2 separate regions of the Hordeum vulgare genome follow, and region 2 is linked to region 1. A link is a contact called in public Hi-C data. All regions are on one chromosome and are shown on one strand. The core of a region is the stretch at or near the end of the contact, and the rest is flanking DNA. Distances in the headings are between cores, read along the strand shown.

The links. A called contact is a pair of places that touch in the nucleus more often than the background predicts.
Region 2: a Hi-C map of leaf shows a contact between it and region 1, with 2.9 times the contacts expected there. The contact joins two enhancer-like sites. A contact is called at or near these places in 2 of 6 Hi-C or Micro-C datasets (leaf and seedling).

What each region holds. Positions count from the first base shown.
Region 1 is chr2H:34,232,333-34,236,994 of MorexV3_pseudomolecules_assembly, reverse strand. No RefSeq gene overlaps it. Among protein-coding and RNA genes, the nearest start is that of LOC123425220, 32 kb to the right of the region's middle. Within about 2 kb of position 2,019, at least 3 of the 3 cell types and tissues checked have open chromatin away from gene starts, as enhancers often do. A contact at or near this core is called in leaf and seedling, where this site is marked.
Region 2 is chr2H:34,308,239-34,312,900 of MorexV3_pseudomolecules_assembly, reverse strand. No RefSeq gene overlaps it. Among protein-coding and RNA genes, the nearest start is that of LOC123429425, 19 kb to the right of the region's middle. Within about 2 kb of position 2,655, at least 3 of the 3 cell types and tissues checked have open chromatin away from gene starts, as enhancers often do. A contact at or near this core is called in leaf and seedling, where this site is marked.

The DNA.
Region 1 (4,662 bases), core at 770-3,269:
GAAAAATTTGAAAGCGCGAACAAATTTTTAAATCACGGACATCTTTTGAATTTTGTGAACAATTTTTGAAACTGAGAATTTTTTTCGAAAACATGAAATTTTCTGGAAGCGCGGACCATTTTTTAAAGGACGAACATTTTTTGAATCTTGAGAACTAAAATTTGAAAAAGAGAATTATTGTGAAAACCCCGAACAATTTTGAAAGCGCGAATATTTTTTAAAGGACGAACATTATTTGAATTCTCATAAAAAATTGAAACCGAGAACAATTTTGGAAAAAACGTTAACAAATTTGGAAGTGCGAACAATTTTTTAAAGCACGAACATTTTTTGAATCTTGAGAGCAAAATTTGAAAAATTAGAATATTTTTTTTAAATCTGACGAAATTTGAAAGTGCAAACCAATTTTTAAAGCACGAACAATTTTTGAAAAATCGTGAACAAATTTGGAAGCGCGAATAACTTTTTAAAGCACGAGCATTTTTTGAATCTTGAGAACAAATTTCAAAAACACCAAAAAAAATTTGGAAGCACGAATAAATTTCTAAAGCACGGACATTTTTTGAATTTTGAGAACAAGTTTCGAAACCTAGAATTTTTTTGAAAAATCCTGAACAAATTTGGAAGCACCAACAATTTTTTAAAGTACGAATATTTTTTGACTCTTAAGATTTTTTTTGGTACTGACAACAAATTTAAAAACCAAGAGCAATTTTCTAGAAAATACAGAACATTTTTTGAAGATCCAAAAATATATATTTTTAATCCAGTACATTTTTTGAAGATCCAAAAATATATATTTTTAATCAAGTACATTTTTTGAAACAGAAACAGAAAAGAAAAAAGTAACAAAAAATGAAAATGAAAAATGAAATATACAAAAACACCGGCTCACGAACCTTCTAGAACTTTCCCAAAAAATGAGAAAAACTGAGTCAGGAACCATCTAGAAGTTTTCCAAAACAAAAAAAAAACAGTGAAAACAAAAATCGAAAAAACAAGGCTGGAAATATTTCAGGCACTGCAGCCCCGCTACCGGGCCAGCCCGAACCCCCTCGCTTTCGGCCGAAGACTCGACACCCAAAAACCGAAAAAACTCGGCTGAAAAGGTTCCAAAAATCGGCCGACGCAGCCTCGCGACCAGGCCAGCCCGATTCCCCTCCCGTTCGTTCGAAGCCTCGATACCGTTGGGCTCGGCCCATCTTCTCCTTTCATTTGGAGTACGACACGTGGGTTAAAGCGATTCGATCCCACGAACCTGTCCGTCGATAGTGTGACGGAGTAACTACTCCATCGTCCAGCGTTAGCTCCTCACGTAATGATTCTTCCTCTCCATTTTCTTTCCTCATACGTTCTTCCCTTATTTTCTTTTTTCTTTTCACTGTTCCACTTTTTCGTCTTTGTTTTCAATTGCATGAACTTTTTTTTAAAAAAATTGGTGAACTTTTTTAAATTATGGTGAACTATTTTTTGATAAATTATGCTGAACTTTTTTCAAAATGGATGACTTTTTTAAACTTTGATGATTTGTTTAATATGAAATTCATTGAATTTTCCAAAAAAATCGACGAAAATTTTCAAATTCGATGATTTTGTTTAAAAAATGATGAACTTTTTTTCAAAATTGATCAATCGCTTTTCAAAATATGTGAACTGTTTTCATATTTGTTGAACTTTTTTCAGGAATGATAAACTTTTATAAAATTTGATAAACTTTTTTTCAAAAATCAATGAATGTATTTAAAATTTATTAAACTTTTTAAGAAACATGAACTTTTTTCAAATTTAATGATTTTTTTTTTTGAAAATCAGTTAATTTTTTTTGAATTCAACTGACTTGATAAGCATTGTATGAAATTTTTAAAAATCAATCAACTTGTTAATTTTATGAGTTTTATTCTATTTTCTTCTTTTTGATTACAGTCAAAGGTTATTGGGCCGGCCCAGCATTGGGCGCTGTAGGTGCCAGGAGCAGGAACCGGCACCTGCAAGGCCGTATAGGAGCACCCGGGGTTTCCATCTCTCTAAATGTTAGACTCGTGTTAGCATCGCCTCACGCGCCTCCCTAATTGGACTAGCTCATGTTCGCTCTGCGCAACCCTGGCTTGCTAGGATTTACGAAGGTGCTTCCCTCTTGTGTTTCCTCTTTTCCATTTTATTAGTTTGTGTATATTTGAAAACTTTAAAACTATATTCAAATAATTATTTATTGAAATTTTTAATTTTTACTGTGCATTTTTAATGTTCATTTAGTGTAAAATATATTCATGTAATTTCATTGTATGTTTTTATATCCCTGAATAAAGAATTTGTCATATTAAAAATGTTCACACATTTCAAAATAACATTATAACATTTGTAAAAGTACGTGTCATTTAAAAATGTTAAACATACTTTAATTATACTTTGATTAGAATATCAACAAAAATGTTAAACAATATTTGCATAATTTGCGAAAATTGTTCGTGTCACTTAAAAACCTATTCGTGACATTTAATAAAATTCACACGTTTAAAATATGATTCATGACATGTTAAAGAAGTTCATGAAATGTAAAAGGAAATTAGATAATTCTAAAAAATGTTAATACCATATTAAAAATGCTCGTGACATTTATATATACACCCTTAAGGAATGTTCACAAGTTTTACAAATAAAATATTCATTGTGTATGAATATTTTGACAATGATTTATTTGCAGAAAAATGCATGTGCCATGATTTATTTGGACAATGTTTAACTTGTGTTTGAAAATGTTCAATGTGCAGTTTGCAAATGTTCAACAAGAATGTTTAACGTGTATCTGGTGTAATCCTTCCAACTTTTTATCAAATGTTATGTAGGTGAAATAATGATACCATACCAAGTTTCAGCTTTTTCAGAGTTCATTTATAGCGTTTTCTAATTTCAGGGTCATTTAGCTAAGAAAAATTATTAAATGCATGGAAAATAGCAAATGGATGAGAAATGGTTGAAAATTTATGAGGTGGCTTTGAATGACTGTAACATCCCGATTCTCGGAATGTTTAAGAAAACTGTTTCAAATAAATTAGAGCCAGCAAATTTTGTTTGTTTTATGTGTTAAAAAAAGCTTAAATTTAGTTTTCATAATTTTGAGAGTTATTTTGAGTCAATGCCAACTTAAATCAAATTTGAGTTTTTTTCTTTTCCTTTAGTCAGACCTTGTTTTCTTTTCCTAGGCATACTAAAATATGCACCTTTGAGTTTAATTTGTTTTTTTTTCTAAAATCCAACTGATTTTTGGTTGAGCTTCTATTTGTGTTCTGGGATAATCTTTTAGAAAAATATAGTTCATTTCTCTCTCTCACACACACACACGCGCACACACACTCTCTCTTATAGTTCTCTCTAGACTACTATAGGTAGTTACATTTTGTTAATTCCTGGCCTACATCACTCACGTGTGAGTATATGCATACCAAATCATGGCATTTCTTATTCATCTCTATTTTTTCCCATACTATTCTGGACAGCCACCTAAGCGAACCAAGACCCAAGGCCCAGCGTGGCGCACAGCTGACCAGCCCAGTGAACCAGCCGATCAAGGGAGGCGCTAGTATTCTTCCTCAGTTAACATGCATACACGAGAGAAACCATCAGACAACATCCACAAAAGAAATGAAACGGCATGTATCCTTGTCTGATTGCCTTCCTATAATTCCTCCTCCCTTCCTATTCTCACCACTGGCTTCTCTCCCAACGAGCGCCTCTTCTCTTCCTCTTCCTTACTTTCTCTCAACAGGAACGAACATACCTACAACAGTGAAACAGCCTCCCCACTAATTCCTGTAACTCTTGATCGTTTCAAATTCCGCGAGTACATATAGGTGCACACCGACCTCCTGTGTCATTCCACTCAGCGCCTTCCCTCTACCTTCCTTGTTCTTCCACAATCTCTTTCCGAAGTGTTGCTGCTCCATGGACGCCGGTGCCCGATTCCGGCGACTCAAGCCACCCCTATTCGTGTCCTTGCGCGAGAAGATCATCATCCATGCCGTGAAACCATTCAGAAAAGAAAGAACGCGATCGGTCCACCACACACGAAGAATTTCGAATGTCCGTGTATACTGTTCATCAAGTTCGTCGCATCCATTCGTCGCGCTCGGTGAGTTTCTGTTCAATTCCTTTTGCACCTGAATTCAACCACATTTATCCTATCTCCTAGACATCATAGTTCGGCCTCTTTCTTTAGTTGGTCGCGTGCGTTCAATGAACGAGGCCATCCGTTGACATCAACATGATTACTTAGGTTCTACTCATCGTAGAGCTTTTTGTCCAACATATACAATCTTCTCTATGAGCATATAAACCTAGTGAAGGCGTTATATTACTTGTTTAGACAACTCGGTTTACCGTATGTTTTATTGTAATCGTTTACGCCTAATATCATATAGTGTTTGGAGTTTGGTAAAAATTTCTTGTGAATCTATTATTATTTTTATTATACTGTGATATGCCTAGGAGTGTATCCTAAATGTCTTACAATTTCTGATGTGGCAAGTGACTTGTTTGATTTATCATTTTTTTTACCGACTATAGTTTTTGAAAATTATTGAGCATATTATTTCATGTGTTATTTTTTATGCTGTAATTAGTCATAGGATATATGCACGTACACGTATTGTGAATTATTACCATGTT
Region 2 (4,662 bases), core at 1,406-3,905, 75 kb before region 1:
ATTTATATTTTAAATAGATGATTAACATTTTTAAAATATTTATGTTTGAAGCCTATCTTTTTTTCATACACATTGTAAATATTTGGTATATATCAGGAACATTTTGTATACATGTTTAACACTATAGAAAAATATGATTAACATTTGTTTTGATACATAAAACATGAAAATGAACAAAATAAATAAGGTTGTGGCCATCCGTGAGCTGGGCTGGCCCTGCCTCGCAATCCCTCAAGCGAGGTTGTCCTACGTATCATGTTGAGCAAGAAATAGGTGTGCCAATATCCCGTCTATGTGTGTGTGTGTGTGTGTGTGTGTGTGTGTGTGTGTGTGTGTGTGTGTGTGTGTGTGTGTGTGTGTGTTGTGTGTGTGTGTGTGTTGTGTGTCATTTTTGGTTCCATTCCACCTAAATTTTTTGTCCAAGAACTCATGGTGGGCTACTACTCCGGTCCTCAACAGCCTCTCTGTTGCTATGTGGCTTTTGAACCGACCCAATGGACTCTGATGTCCCAACGAACGTACCACCGCGTCTACCATGTGTTGAGCTTTGCCTATTTTTAAAAGAGAGGCAGCCATGTTAAAATTTATGTTGGTGGTGGTCTAGCCCCTCGTGGCTACGGAGGTGCAGCGACGGCAACATGTAGAGGCACAAAGGGAATTCGACCTGGATCATCAGCAATTGTCTGCCCTGGCATGAAGGATCCGACATCACTAGAGGTTCTTGCGTGCAGGGAGGCATTGGCACTCGCAGAGGATTTGATGGTGAATAAGGTGGTTATTGCATGTGATTGGAAGCAAATAGTAGAGAATATCAAAGGTGGTTCTGGGGGCTCTTACTTGCCCAGCGTGAAGGAGTTTATTCTTAGGTCTAGCTATTTTGATAGTTCTTCAGTTGGGTTGGAAGGTCGAGGTTCAGATTGTGAACCGTTTTGCTTGATCAGGACTGTCATTTGTGGCTTCTTAATACCATTCATCCAGCTTGGATCCCGATGAACGTTTGTTTATATCATACAATAAAAATGTTGACAAGCCCCTAAAAAATAACAGTTCTGCTAATTAAGGATCTGTTCGGTAACACGCCAGCTCCATGAAAATTAAGGATCTGGGGAGCACCTATTCCCCCGCTCCTTGATTTTTCACTTCAGCTCCGCCAGCTCCAGGAGCTGAGTCGCGGAGTGGTGGGAAACCGAACATGCCCTAAGTTTCAATCGACTAAGACCTAGCCACGTCGAAAAACAAAAACAGAAACGGGCACTCAGTTTTTTTTTTTTTTTTTGATGATGGGGGCACTCAGCTTCATCTTAAAAAAAAATCATCTAATAAAAAAGGCGCTGAGGTGGAAGGAAAGATTCTGCAGCAGCTCCCCGCCATAGTAAACTTAGAGACGCCGTACGGACCGGGTACGATTCCGGCACAGCAGCGCATCCGGAGGGTTTACTAGCTGCAGATAATCAATCGCCAGGCCTATCAAATTACCACCGGCGTACTTCCGTGATATGCTGATCTTAAGTGGAGCAGCGCATGCACAACGTAGTGGCAGCAGTGTACTCCTACGTAGCACCAACGGGGAAGTGGTGGCGAGGCGAGACGGTGAAAGCTGTGAGCAGTCACCGAAAGGACCCATGATGAGATCAACGATTGGGCTGGGCGCCGATGCATGCATGCATGGCTCCCACCCCGCCACAGGGCATGGTGGCGTTAACCTAATCCGGTGCTCGTTCGACCTTACCAAGCCGGCCGGCCGGCCGGCGCATGCCGTGATTAGATCTAAGCCGGCCGGACTAGGAGCGGTCTGGCCATCATTGAGCGGCGGGGCTGCATCCTGCAGCAGTAGCAGGACTACTCGTACTCCGTCCGGACGCTGACTGAGTGAGAGAGAGGGAGTGGATAAAGAACTCCCACCAACGCAACGCATGGAATCATGGACCCGCCACGGCATTGCCATCCATGATCCGTCATCTCGGCCCCACCACGCCACCCCAGGCAGAGGCAGGCCGGGGAAAGAAAAGTCTCCCTGGATCCTGGCGCACCCAAGATTCAGCCCGATTGCCTTGTAAACAAAACGAGAGATTCAGATCTCTCTCAAGCCTCAAGCACGATCGCTACACCTCATCTGAATGAATCTCCAAACCATGCAAACCCCAGTCATACAGATCATCAAGGTAGTACAAGTTACACACGGTTCATTCAGGTCCACTGATCTAATAATCCTCCAAAAGTCAATGTGTGTTAACGAATCTATCTCTATACGGACCAATTCCAGTTAGTACCAGAACTAGCAACGCCATGCGCTTGCCCTTGCCACTTGCTGGCAAGAATAGCAGCAGTGGCATCAAAACGAGTACAAGCACGGGAACTTGAGCCGTTCACTGGCCGGCCTATCACTACTCTCCATCCATATACTAGCAGAGCTCATCAACTGGAGTTATATATAATTAACTAAGCAGGCTCCATCAACGAAATCCCTCATAGGTTTTGCCCTTTTCGGAACGGGAGGCAGCCACGCAAAGGCAGAAATTCTGAAAACTGCAGCGAAAAAGAAAGGTGCTCGGAATATATAAAGCGGGCAGCAGCAGGGGTGGTGGTACTGCGTGCATCGTAAAAGAAGCTGGAAACGTGGTGGTAGCAGGGTGCTGGTAGGCCACGACCGGTCCATTTGGAAAGGAATTTCGCCGTCCCATCACCCTTGCATGTCAAGTTCCCATTGGCCCGAGCCGTATCCGCCAGGCGCCACACCCTCTCTCTCTCCCCCTCTCTCTCTCTCTCTTCTCTTCTCTCTGTCGAATTTCTTATCTTCTTTGGTATTCTTTCCATGCAAAGATGAGTAGGAAACGCTCCAAGGACAGTGGACACATGCAGCAAAGCCCACTACTACTACTATCTACTCTAACTCTACTACAGCAGTACTGGTCTATGGGCTACTGCCGCATGTACATGCCCATCCGTTTGTAGAGCACACACACAAGGCTGAATTTCTTTTCCAGGTCTCTGAAAAAAGTTGATGGGGGAAAGAAGGCAAGCTTTATTCTGCATCATGCCGTCACATGACCACATTGCTGCTCACTCTATGTCACTAGCTTGCAGCATCACTTGTTGCTAAATAAACAAGCTTCCTAATCATACCTAGGTTGATGCACAACGCAGCCACTCTGAGGCTACTGGCAGACCATCTGCACAGTTTACAGCTGCGCTCCCTCCATGCTTTTTATGCAAGTGGCAATTAAGAAATGTGCAAGCAGTGGCAAGAACAGGAAAGGAAGGAAGGAGCCATGCTAATGGCGGCCTCTACTGTACTGTACTGTATTTTTTAGGGCTATAAGCGGATTTGGATGTCCCCCTGAATCCCCGATGCCCTGGAGTTCCCCAAAAGGGAAAGATGCCACCAAATGCAAAGCGGCCACGTGGCACCCATAATCCACGGGTTCTTAGGGCATCTTCACGCAGAACGCCACCTACAAATCGTCTGCACCGAGGGCGTGTTTGGTTGGGTGGGTCGCACCTGCATCGCATCCGACATGCAAAATCCAACTTGTTTGGTATCCCGCACGGCCTTCTCAGCCTGCCCTGTCAGATGCAAAAGAGGGCCTCTCAGCCAGGTTGAGGCATACGCGAGAATCGGGCGTATCCCGCATCCAGGCTCGTGCATGCATCACCCTTTCTTTTTTTTTCCGTCGTCATCCCTCTCTCCACCGCCTTCCTCCGCTACCTCACCGGCCAGACCGCCTGCCCAGGCCGCGACGCCCCTCCACCATTCCTCTTGCCGGAACTCACCTCCGGCCGCACCCCCTTCGCGCCGCTCCACGCCAACCTCCCGACCGCGACAGCTCCGACCTCTTCTCTGGCTGCTCCGACGACGAAGACGACGAGAGCCCGCCCCGCCCCGCCTTCCCCGAGCTGGAGGCCGCGGTCGACGCCGCCATTGCCGGGCTCGGGGACGCCGCGTTCCCCAGGCTCAACCATCCGTTGCACCTGCTTCGCCGAGGTTGCCATGCTGCTCTGCTCCTCTGACTGCGTCGCGCACGGCCAGGGTTAATGACAGCAGTGCCGTATGATATGCTGGATTGGGGGGAAGGGAGCGGCTGGGATGTTTTTCTGAAGAAGGCTGACAATGAACTCAATAGACGGACGGCCGCATTAGTTATGGATTCGTAGTTGAGATCTAAAACAGAGCAGCTTTCGGGGATTTTTGTAATGCTGGATTGCTAGTAAGGGATTACCACATGCTGCTTCATCTCTTCTGATATTTGGAGAAACATATTTCAGATTTCAGTTAATTCTTGTTTTACTCGTTCTTTGTCCATGAAATGATCCAGATTTAGTTAAATGATTAAAATTAAAAGAGGAAAGTTCACAAGATGAATCTCAAACACAGCCTACCAAACAATATCTATTGTATATATATAACATCTCTCATGCATCCATATCATGCAGTCCACCAAACATTCATCTTAGCTCATCTTTGCATCAACACAACCAGGCCCAGCTCACCCTGGATCCCTCATGCGATGCAGTTTACAACCACTCAAGCAACCAAACACACCCCGAGTGATCCAAACAAATTTTGCGATCCAACGCCGTATGCGATTGGTCCGCGGACCGGTCATGACGACCATATTTTCGCAAACCCGAGGCAAATCAGGCGGGTCTTTGCGGGCGTCCGGA